Regions from separate parts of the Mus musculus genome. Here region 2 is linked to region 1. Evidence: chromatin contacts called from public promoter capture Hi-C data. All regions are on one chromosome and are shown on one strand. Each heading gives the region's core, a stretch centred on a gene start, on an enhancer-like site or on the middle of the called end of the contact. The rest is flanking DNA. Distances are from core to core; before and after follow the strand shown.

Region 1 (4,565 bases), core at 1,457-3,956:
AAATTGGGGATGAAAATAGAAAATGGCCGGGCGTGGTGGCACACGCCTTTAATCCCAGCACTTGAGAGGCAGAGGCAGGTGGATTTCTGAGTTCGAGGCCAGCCTGGTCTACAGAGTGAGTTCCAGGACAGCCAGGGCTACACAGAGAAACCCTGTCTCGAAAAACCAAAAAAAAAAAAAAAAAAGAAAATGGAACACCAGAGTACTAAGTAAGAGAATATGCATAGATCCCTCAGGCAAGATGACAGCATATGAAAAGTGTTTGGTCCTAAGGTGGGTGTGGTTGTACATACTTACACTCAGCACTTAGAATTATGAGTTAGAGACCAGCCTGAGCTACAGACAGGCATTATGGGGGATGCGAGGAGTGTTTCGCCAATGTAGATCTTTAGGATAGATATGCTCAGGCTACATCAAACACCTGAACTCTTCCTAGTGACATATGGGTCATTTCATTTTAGCTTTCCAGATTCTTGGTGAAATTGAAATTCTGATTGAGATATCCTGGTACAGTTGCAAATGCAAGCTCTGACCCAAATTGTCCGTGGATTCACTTCTCCCATGTATCAGACAAGTTGCCTGTCAAGAGTATGTTGCTATGCAGCTTTGTGGTGGCTGACACACTTGAGCCAGGCAGTCATGGTTCCTCTGCAGCTTAAGTTGGTTGCAATGTGTGCTGTGGTCACAGAGAGGATGGTGGAAGGCTGAAGCTATGTTGTTTCCAGTGACTCTCTTAAATGCAGGGTTCAAGAAGATGTCTCTCCTTCAGGCACAGCTTGTGAGCTAGATGTATTGAAATTGCATCCTTTGTGCAACTCCATAATCAGGCCTTGCTTCCATTAGTCTAGGCACATCTTCATAATAGTCATTAGTGTGTGCTGTCTTATGATTCTAAATATGTTTATGAAGAGATTATGGCTTTTGTTCTCAACTGGTCCATTGTGCTATTTTGAGTTTGAAGAAATTCAGAGATCTCTTACACAGCTACTCTAGGGTAGCATTAGCCAAAGAAGAGCCAAAAGCTCGACTCTTCAGGGATGGAGGAGGGTGCCTGGGTGGGAGGCACAGTGGAGGTGGATGGCGGGCGGTGCAGACAGATTATGCCTTAGACTGTGAATCTCTGCTTCCAGTGTAAGAGGAAAGAGTTTCCAGCCAGGAAATGTAGCTTCTCATCTAACTTCTTGGCTGCCCTCTGCTGCTCCTTAGTTGAACTTTGGAGGACCTCTGGTGTCCTGGAGGGTCCCAACTAGGTCTCAACAACATGGTCTCGAGGGAAGTCTTGTCTCTGGTGAGTGGCACTAGCCCTTTATGGTTTGAATATTATTATATTCAATTACATATATTATTCCATCATTCAGCCATTTTGGCCACCTCCTCACACAGCTTTCAGCCTATCAATTCTTTTTGTTTTGTTTTTTCGAGACAGGGTTTCTCTGTATAGCCCGGGCTGTCCTGGAGCTCACTTTGTAGACCAGGCTGTCCTCGAACTCAGAAATCCGCCTGCCTCTGCCTCCCGAGTAAAGACGTGCGCCACCACGCCAGGCTTCAGCCTATCAATTCTTGATATTTTCTCTCTTCCTTCACCGGACTTTGGAGGATAGCAATAGGCCAAGTTGGCCTGAAAATTGATGTCCTCCGTACCTACGATGCAGCAACTCAGGATGGAGCCCATGATGCACATTTCTGCTGGCCAGCAGAAGAGGTTGGGGTGACGACAGACATGGCCCAGACCAGGCCGCACCGAGGCACACCCACCGCGCGAGGGTATTTTTTTGCTCACTTGAGGTCTTCACTTAAGGCCTATGCTTGTCACCTTATCTACAAGGGACAGGGGGAGGATCTTCAAGGACTTTGCATTCAGGTTTAGTATAGTTTGAACTATGGTGAAGTCACCACCTGATACTTCACTACCTGCTGGTCTCCCTAGCTGCTCTCCTGGAACAGCAGGTTCAAGATGGGAGGCACTTCTAAGAAACTCAACTCCTCTGAGAATCATAAAAACATACCCTGGCATCCTCAAAGCAGTGCGTGTGTGCGCGCGTGCGTGTGTGTGAGAGAAGCCAGGGCATAGCTTGTAAATTAATGTTGCAATCCGTATCCTGATTTTTCTGAACTTGCTTTTAGCATATTATTTGCCGTCTGCCCTGCTTTGTGCCTCAGTTTCCCTATGTGTCAAAGGGGGAGAAATCTGTCTTCTGAAAATTCCGTGTCCATTGTAAATGTTTCTGTGTAGCCCTAGCTGTCCTGGAACTCACTCTGTAGACCAGGCTGGCCTCGAACTCAGAAATCCGCCTGCCTCTGCCTCTGCTGGGATTAAAGGCGTGCGCTACCAAGCCCGGCTTTTTATTTATTTATTTATTTTTTAATGTTTTGACTTCTTGACCAAGGCTCCAAGGCTTGGTGGTTACCCAGTTGTCCTCTGGTTAAAGGTATTCCCTTTGCGGCTGAGGATGGGAGAAGAACCTCGGGAAGTGGGGGAGAGCTACTGTAGAATTGTCGACATTTTCAGACTTGGTTTACATGGGAGACGCTCGAAATTCTGAGGGTGTCTAAATGTAGACAGAAGATGAAGGGACTGAGGCATTCCGGTTTCAGTATCCAGCTGGGCAGCCGAGGTTAGCGTCGTGTGAAGGAGATAACCCCCTTAGCCGGAGCCTCTTGGTTCGACCCACTGTGGCTACTCACGTGAGAGGTGGTGGTGGTGGTGGTGGTGGTGGTGGTGGTGGTGGCAAGCTTGGGAAGCGTAGTACGCAGGCGCATTGGCTGCCTGGCCTGGACTCCATTTCCCCTGGAACTGCGGGGCGGGGGCGGGGGCGGGGCGCCGGGCCTAGGCCGGGGCGGCCGGGGGCGGGGGCTGTGGAGAGGTGCCGCGGCGGCGGCGGCGGTGGCGGCGGTGGGTACGCGTTGGTGCGGCCTGTTTTGGGCCATGTCCGTGTGAGGACGCCGCAGCCGACAACCTCTCCTCTCCGGCTGGCCGGTAGAAACGCGCACCATGGGCTCCATCCTGAGTCGCCGCATCGCGGGCGTAGAGGACATCGACATACAGGCCAACTCGGCCTATCGCTACCCTCCGAAGTCCGGTGAGCTTCCGAGGACGCGGACCGCGGAAGGGGGCTGGAACGGGGACTGGGGACTCCAGGAGGCCCGGGGATCAGACGCGCGAGCGCCCTGCCCTGTCGCGGACCCTCCTCCTGTGCCCCTTCCCGGTACCTGTGGAGTTTGAGGCGTGGCTGCGGCCCTGGCTAGCCCTGCTGGCCGCAGACGCACCTTGCGCGGCCTCTTTTTAACTGGTGACCTTGGGCCACTCACTTTGTGTATGCACCGATACTTGGCATCTCTGGGATCAGACTGCATTGGTAGTGAGGACACCCTCACCACCGACCCGGTGGTGCCGGCTTTGGAGGCATGAAGACCGGCCCTGGATTGTGACAACTCATTAGGATTTGGACCCAGGCTTTCCTCTTCCCGTGCGAGTGAGGGACACTGGTGTTTGACCTAGGGAGGTGATCGATAGGGAGGTGCTGGGTTCCATTGGAGGACAGGATAATGGTTTGAATGGTTAGAGAGAACTACTGACCTTTCCCTCTCATTCAGGGCAGACTCACTGGTAGATTATGGGAGCTGGATGGGGGCAGAGTTGGAACCAGCATCAGATATCAGATGTGGGATCCCAGAGGAGCCTTGCTCCTATTCTCATTCATAGTCTCTGCTCTCTCTCTCTCTCTCTCTCTCTCTCTCTCTCTCTCTGTCTGTCTCTCTCTCTCTCTCTCTCTCTCTGTGTATGTGTTTAAAATAAGGACAGTATGTCATGTAGCCCAGCATGGCTCCAACTCCTTATGAGAGTGACATTGAGCAAACACTGGTCCTCCTGCCTCTACCCTCCCAGTGTTGAGATTTGAAATGTGCACTTTGCCCTGTTTTATGAGGTGCTGGAGACTTGAACTCAGCGCACTGTGCATGGTAGTCAAGCATTATATTAACTTAGTCACATTCTTAGACCAGGCCTTTTTCTAAGACAAAAGTCCTGTTATATAGCTCTGGCTGGCCTGGTACTCAGTTCTCCAGCCTTAGGCTTCTGGTGCTGAGACTACAGGTGTGTCCTGCTACACACAGCAATGCCTGGTGCCTTGTCAGCTACATTTACTTCTACACAACTTCTTGGCGGGGTAGAACGCTGGGCCTTTAGATCCGGTTCTAAGTGTTGAATGTGATGTTTGGTCCTGAGGTGTTTTCAGACCAAGCCGGCCAGATTTCCTGTGTGGCTGAGAAGAGTCTGCCCCCATTAGTTGGACAGCTTATTAAATGTTTCGGGCTGTGCTTCTAGACTTTCTTTGCCCTAGGGATCTGCATTTTAAGCTAATTTTCTTTGGTGTGTTTGATGCCCACTCAAGTTTGAGATAGTATTCTGTTAGTGTGAAGATCTGGGAACTCCCAGGATGAAAGAACAGGAAACTGGCACTATTTAGTGACACTTTTCAGTGAATGGGATGGAATCACATGTCAGTGTAGGGAGACCTGCTTGCCTGTGTGCATTGCTAGTACAGGCTGCAGCTCCAGAGGTTTCC
Region 2 (4,338 bases), core at 736-3,235, 220 kb after region 1:
CACATGACCTGTGGACACAGAGCACAGAAGGACCCCAAGGAAGGACCAATCGCACGGCTCCTTCCATACCTAAGTTGTGGCTTCCAGGAGCCATGCAGCTGGCCTTCAACATTAGGGTGAGAGCTGGAATTGCTGGTGGTGTCACCTGTTGACCTAGGCAACTGCTAGGCTGGTCATAGTGGTGATAGAAGGAAAAGTGGGTGGGTAGATATTTAGTGTGTATATGTGTGTGTGTGTGTGTGTGTGTGTGTGTGTGTGCGCGCGCGTGCACGTGCATGCAGAGGCCACTAGAGAGCATCAGATCCCCTGGAGTTAGATTTACAGGCAGTTGTAAACTGCCCATCATGGGTGCTGGGAACCAAACCCTGGTCCTCTGAATGAGCAGCAAGTGCTATTAACCCTTGAGTCATCCCTCCAGCCCCAGGCAGTGTGTCTAGACACAGTCTGTCTACTCCAGCAGCCACGAAACCTGGCTATATTTTTAGCACCAAGCTGGAGTCCAGGGATGAATCCCTAAGGGTCTCAGAGTTCATCAGGGGAAGCGAGGATGTCAGTGAGTTAGGCTGAAGGCAGGATAAGCAACACTGGGTACCTACAGCAGTAAGGCCTCCTGATGGCTGGCTGGCTCTGGACGTCCCATCTCTACCTGCCTTCAGAAGAGGAAAGTTGAGGCTGGGAAGCAGTTCTGGGTATAGATGCTTGCCTAACAGGTGCAAAGACCCAGATTCTGTCGAGAAGCACAGAAACCAGAAGAGAGAAACAGGGCTGGGGATGCCTCTCAGTGGCAGAAGTAATTCCACCAGGAAAATGAGACTGGAGAGAAGCATACAGGTGACCATGGGCATGGGATTCCATTTAGGTGAAAAGCCCCCAGCTGGTAGGCCTAAGGGCAGGAGGCAGAAAGCTGCTTGGCATGGGGCTAGGAACGTCATGAGTGGAAATGGCAGAGAGCCCACTGGCTCTGACCTGTGAGAACATCACAGAGCTCTAACGAGGTCCTAAATATACTGGGCGGTGCCCTGGACCACCACACCTTGTAAAGTGTAAAGCGTAAAGCAGACATCGTGTTTAAAAGTGGGAAGAAAAGCTGTGGTGGTGAATGAAGGTGACCTTGGCACTGGAGGGGCTGAGGAAGAAGGGTCAAACTCAAGGTCAGCCTCCAGTGCATAGCAAGACCTTATTTCGAAAAACAAAGGGAACTGGGGTTGAAGAGATGGCTCAGTGGTTATGAGCACTGGCTGCTTTTCCAGAGGCCCTGGATTCAGTTCTCAGTGCCCACACAACTCACAGGATTCCCTAATTCCTGTGGGTCAAAAGTCCTCTTCTGGCCTCCCCAGGTGTGAGGTTTGCATGTGATTCAGGCAAAACACCCAGACATACACAACAGAAACAAATAAATCTTTAAAAATAAGGAACAAAACTCAGGAAGGTTCCTGATAGGATTGCTGAGTGGGTAGGACATCTGCCACCAGGCTGATGAACCGAGTTCAATCTCAGCACCTACATGGTAGACAGAGAGAACCAACTCCTACAAGTTGCCTTATGATCTTCACACATGTGCCATGGTGTGAGCACACACAACAAGCAAGCAAACAAAGGGAGGAAGGACAAGGAAAATGAACCAGACCCAGTTATGTCATCGGTTCGAAGCCAGCCTGGGCTTCATCGGGATTGCCTGAAAGAAGGAGGAGGAAGAAGACAGAGCCGAGGACAGGGAGGTGCAGCCCAGTGGCAGTGTGTGTTCTTAGCAGGCGAGACCTTGGGTTCCATCCTGAGGATTGGAAAAGTAAGAATAAAAACAGAAATTCGAAAAGGAAAAAAGGAGGGATGGGTAGCGAGATGGCCTAGTGTCATGGGGATTCCCATCCATGGCTACCTGGGGCGCTGAGCAGGGTGGGAGCCTGGCTCTCCCAGTGACCTGGAGCTGAGGCTATCAAGTGGAAGGCCAGGCATCGCTGACCTGGGGCAGGCAACACAACATGCTCCCTGGCTTGGGCAGAATATTACCCTCTCAGTCACTGGCTGACCCAAGGCCGCCTGGGCCCCACAGTGTCAAAGATGAATGTTTCAGAAGCCAAGTCTGTTAATCATTACTGAGTCCTACCGGTGAGTCTGGGGTGGGGGCACATCTGGCTTAGGTGAGGAGACCTGCTCGGGGGACCCTGGGCGGGTGACTAAGGGCTCAAGTCAGCCAAACTAGTGGGCAGTGAGAGTGTGGGGGCCTAGGGAGGGTCACCTCTGGGGGGTGAGCACCAAAGGCTTTTTAGAGAATTCGTAACCAGGTAATGAATCCTGCCTCGGTGACTTTCTACCAAAGCACAGATTCACAGGGGTGAACTCATAGATGGAGGCCACTTCTGGGGTCTTTCTGTGATTTACACCCTGATAAAATGGTCCTTCAGGCCAGAGGAATTGATAGGGCTGGTGCAAGACAGGTTGACTGGTGGACAGGTAGGAGAGCAGTGTGGTCCAGTGTGGGCACTGGGCAGTGTTGGTGGAGGGGCTACAAAGGAAACCGCTCCATCCATCCTTCGGGCTGTCTGCAGCTTCAGACATCTGCCCACAGGACATGTCACTGGAAAGTTCTGTGCATAGGGATATGCAGGTCACTTAACGAAGAGACAGAGTAGGGGAGTGGCTGGGAAAGAGAGAGCAGGGGGCATTGCCTAAGGGTGAGGGGGCTCCCTGGGAATGGGGTGACGCTAACATTGTACTTGTGGCTCTTTAGCAGTTCAGCTTATGTTACTCAAGTATCTCTCACTAATTTAAAACATGGAAAGTTCAGGAAAACATTTGGACAATATAATGATACCTTCTACAAACAAGAGAAAAGGAAAGGGAGACAGGAAGGGGGAAAGGAGGGAGGGGAAGAGAGAAGAAAGGACGAAGGAAGGAAAGGATTTGGCCCAGGTACTCTACAAAAGTGGCTGCTGGTTTGTTTTGGTTTTTTGTTTGTTTGTTTGTTTGTTTGTTTGTTTTTCTTCAACTTTGTTCTGTTGAAATTAAGAAGCAGCTCAGAGCCTGGTCTACAGAGTGAGTTCCAGGACTGCCAGGGCTACACAGAGAAACTTTGTTTCCAAAACCCAAAACAAACAAAAAAAGAAAAAACTGAAGCAGCTCAGGGTTGGGGTGTTGCTCAGTGGTACAGCACCTGCCTAATATGCGCACAGTACTGGGCTCAGTCCCCGAGCACTGCATACAGGTACACAAGCACACGCACAGGCAGGCTGTTACTGTTTGAGCCATTTCCCCAGCAGACACAAAGGCAAGCCTGAACCTGCATAGATTTCTCCTTCCTACTCTCTGCCTCTCTCTCTCTCTCTCTCTCTCTCTCTCTCTCTCTCTCTCTCTCTCTCTCTCTCTCTGTCACACACACACACACACACACACACACACACACACACACGCACATGCACACGCCTGTACCAATGTGCACATGACAGAAGGCTGAACATAACCCTGAAGACTCAGGGCCGGCTGGTGGGGGCCTTTGAGGATGGACTCTATGGGATTTTAGTTTCCCACAACATATTGTTTATCTGTCCTAAAACGTTAGTTATGAGCACACACTAGTCTGGTTGTGAGGAAAAACAGACACATCCCAACAAGATGACTTTCATTTAGGAAAGGAAAGAAGAAAACAAACGAAACACCATTGCTGGGTGCCAGGAGAGGGAATAGCAGAAAAAAAAAATCCCCAGAGGCATGTTGGGAGGGAACAGGTACTCTGACAGGAGAGAGATGAGTGCTCAAGGATCCCAAGTAGGAGGAAGACGACCACATTCCTCAGTTCCTGAAGGGCCATCCTGAGCCAGGGCCTCCCTGGCTCCCTTACCCCTGTGACTCTACTTACCACCCCCACCCCCACCCTATCCTCTGGCTATACTGGGTCGTAGACTAGGCCCTGGGATCACACCCCTGGTCTCCCAGAGAAAGCTGTGGAGGCAGAAGCAGCCACAACAGAGACTAGAGACAACAGTGGGGCCTGGTGTCCCATAAATTTCCAACCCTTGGTCCCACACTGCTCAGGCTGGCTCTTGGTCATCTGATGACTAAGATACCAGATGAAGCATAGCTCCTGGCTACACTTGAATTCCAGACAAAGAACAAGCACACTAGAGTATAAGTGTGGCAGGAACAGTACCAGGGCCTGCCGACACTCAGGACACTGCTCTGAGATCCAAATGTAGCCTGGCTTCCCTGCTTCCTTTCTTTGCCCAGTTTAGCAGTTCAATTTACAGCCACTCCTGGGGCCAGCTAGTCCCTGACTAGTCCCCAGCTCTTTTAGCACCTCACCCAGAAGGCCAGAAGAGCGCTAACCTTGCATGCCCGGTGCTG

The links. Promoter capture Hi-C pulls out the DNA fragments that hold promoters and counts their contacts.
Region 2: a contact with region 1 is called in a promoter capture Hi-C map of liver, with 2.3 times the contacts expected there. The contact joins the enhancer-like site here to the promoter of Mgrn1 in region 1. A contact is called at or near these places in 1 of 39 promoter capture datasets (liver), 1 of 115 datasets of contacts at active chromatin or transcription factors (pancreatic cancer cells) and 1 of 9 other capture datasets (pancreatic islet).

Annotation. Positions count from the first base shown.
Region 1 is chr16:4,883,394-4,887,958 of GRCm38.p6, forward strand. It overlaps Mgrn1 (mahogunin, ring finger 1), which reads left to right and starts at 2,707. Exons shown (of 17, transcript NM_029657.4): 1 at 2,707-3,080. The coding sequence starts at 2,993.
Region 2 is chr16:5,108,051-5,112,388 of GRCm38.p6, forward strand. All of the region lies in intron 2 of Ppl (periplakin), which reads right to left. Among named protein-coding and RNA genes, the nearest start is that of Ppl, 22 kb to the right of the region's middle. Within about 2 kb of position 1,986, at least 11 of the 459 cell types and tissues checked have an H3K27ac peak or open chromatin away from gene starts, as enhancers often do. A contact at or near this core is called in liver, where this site is marked.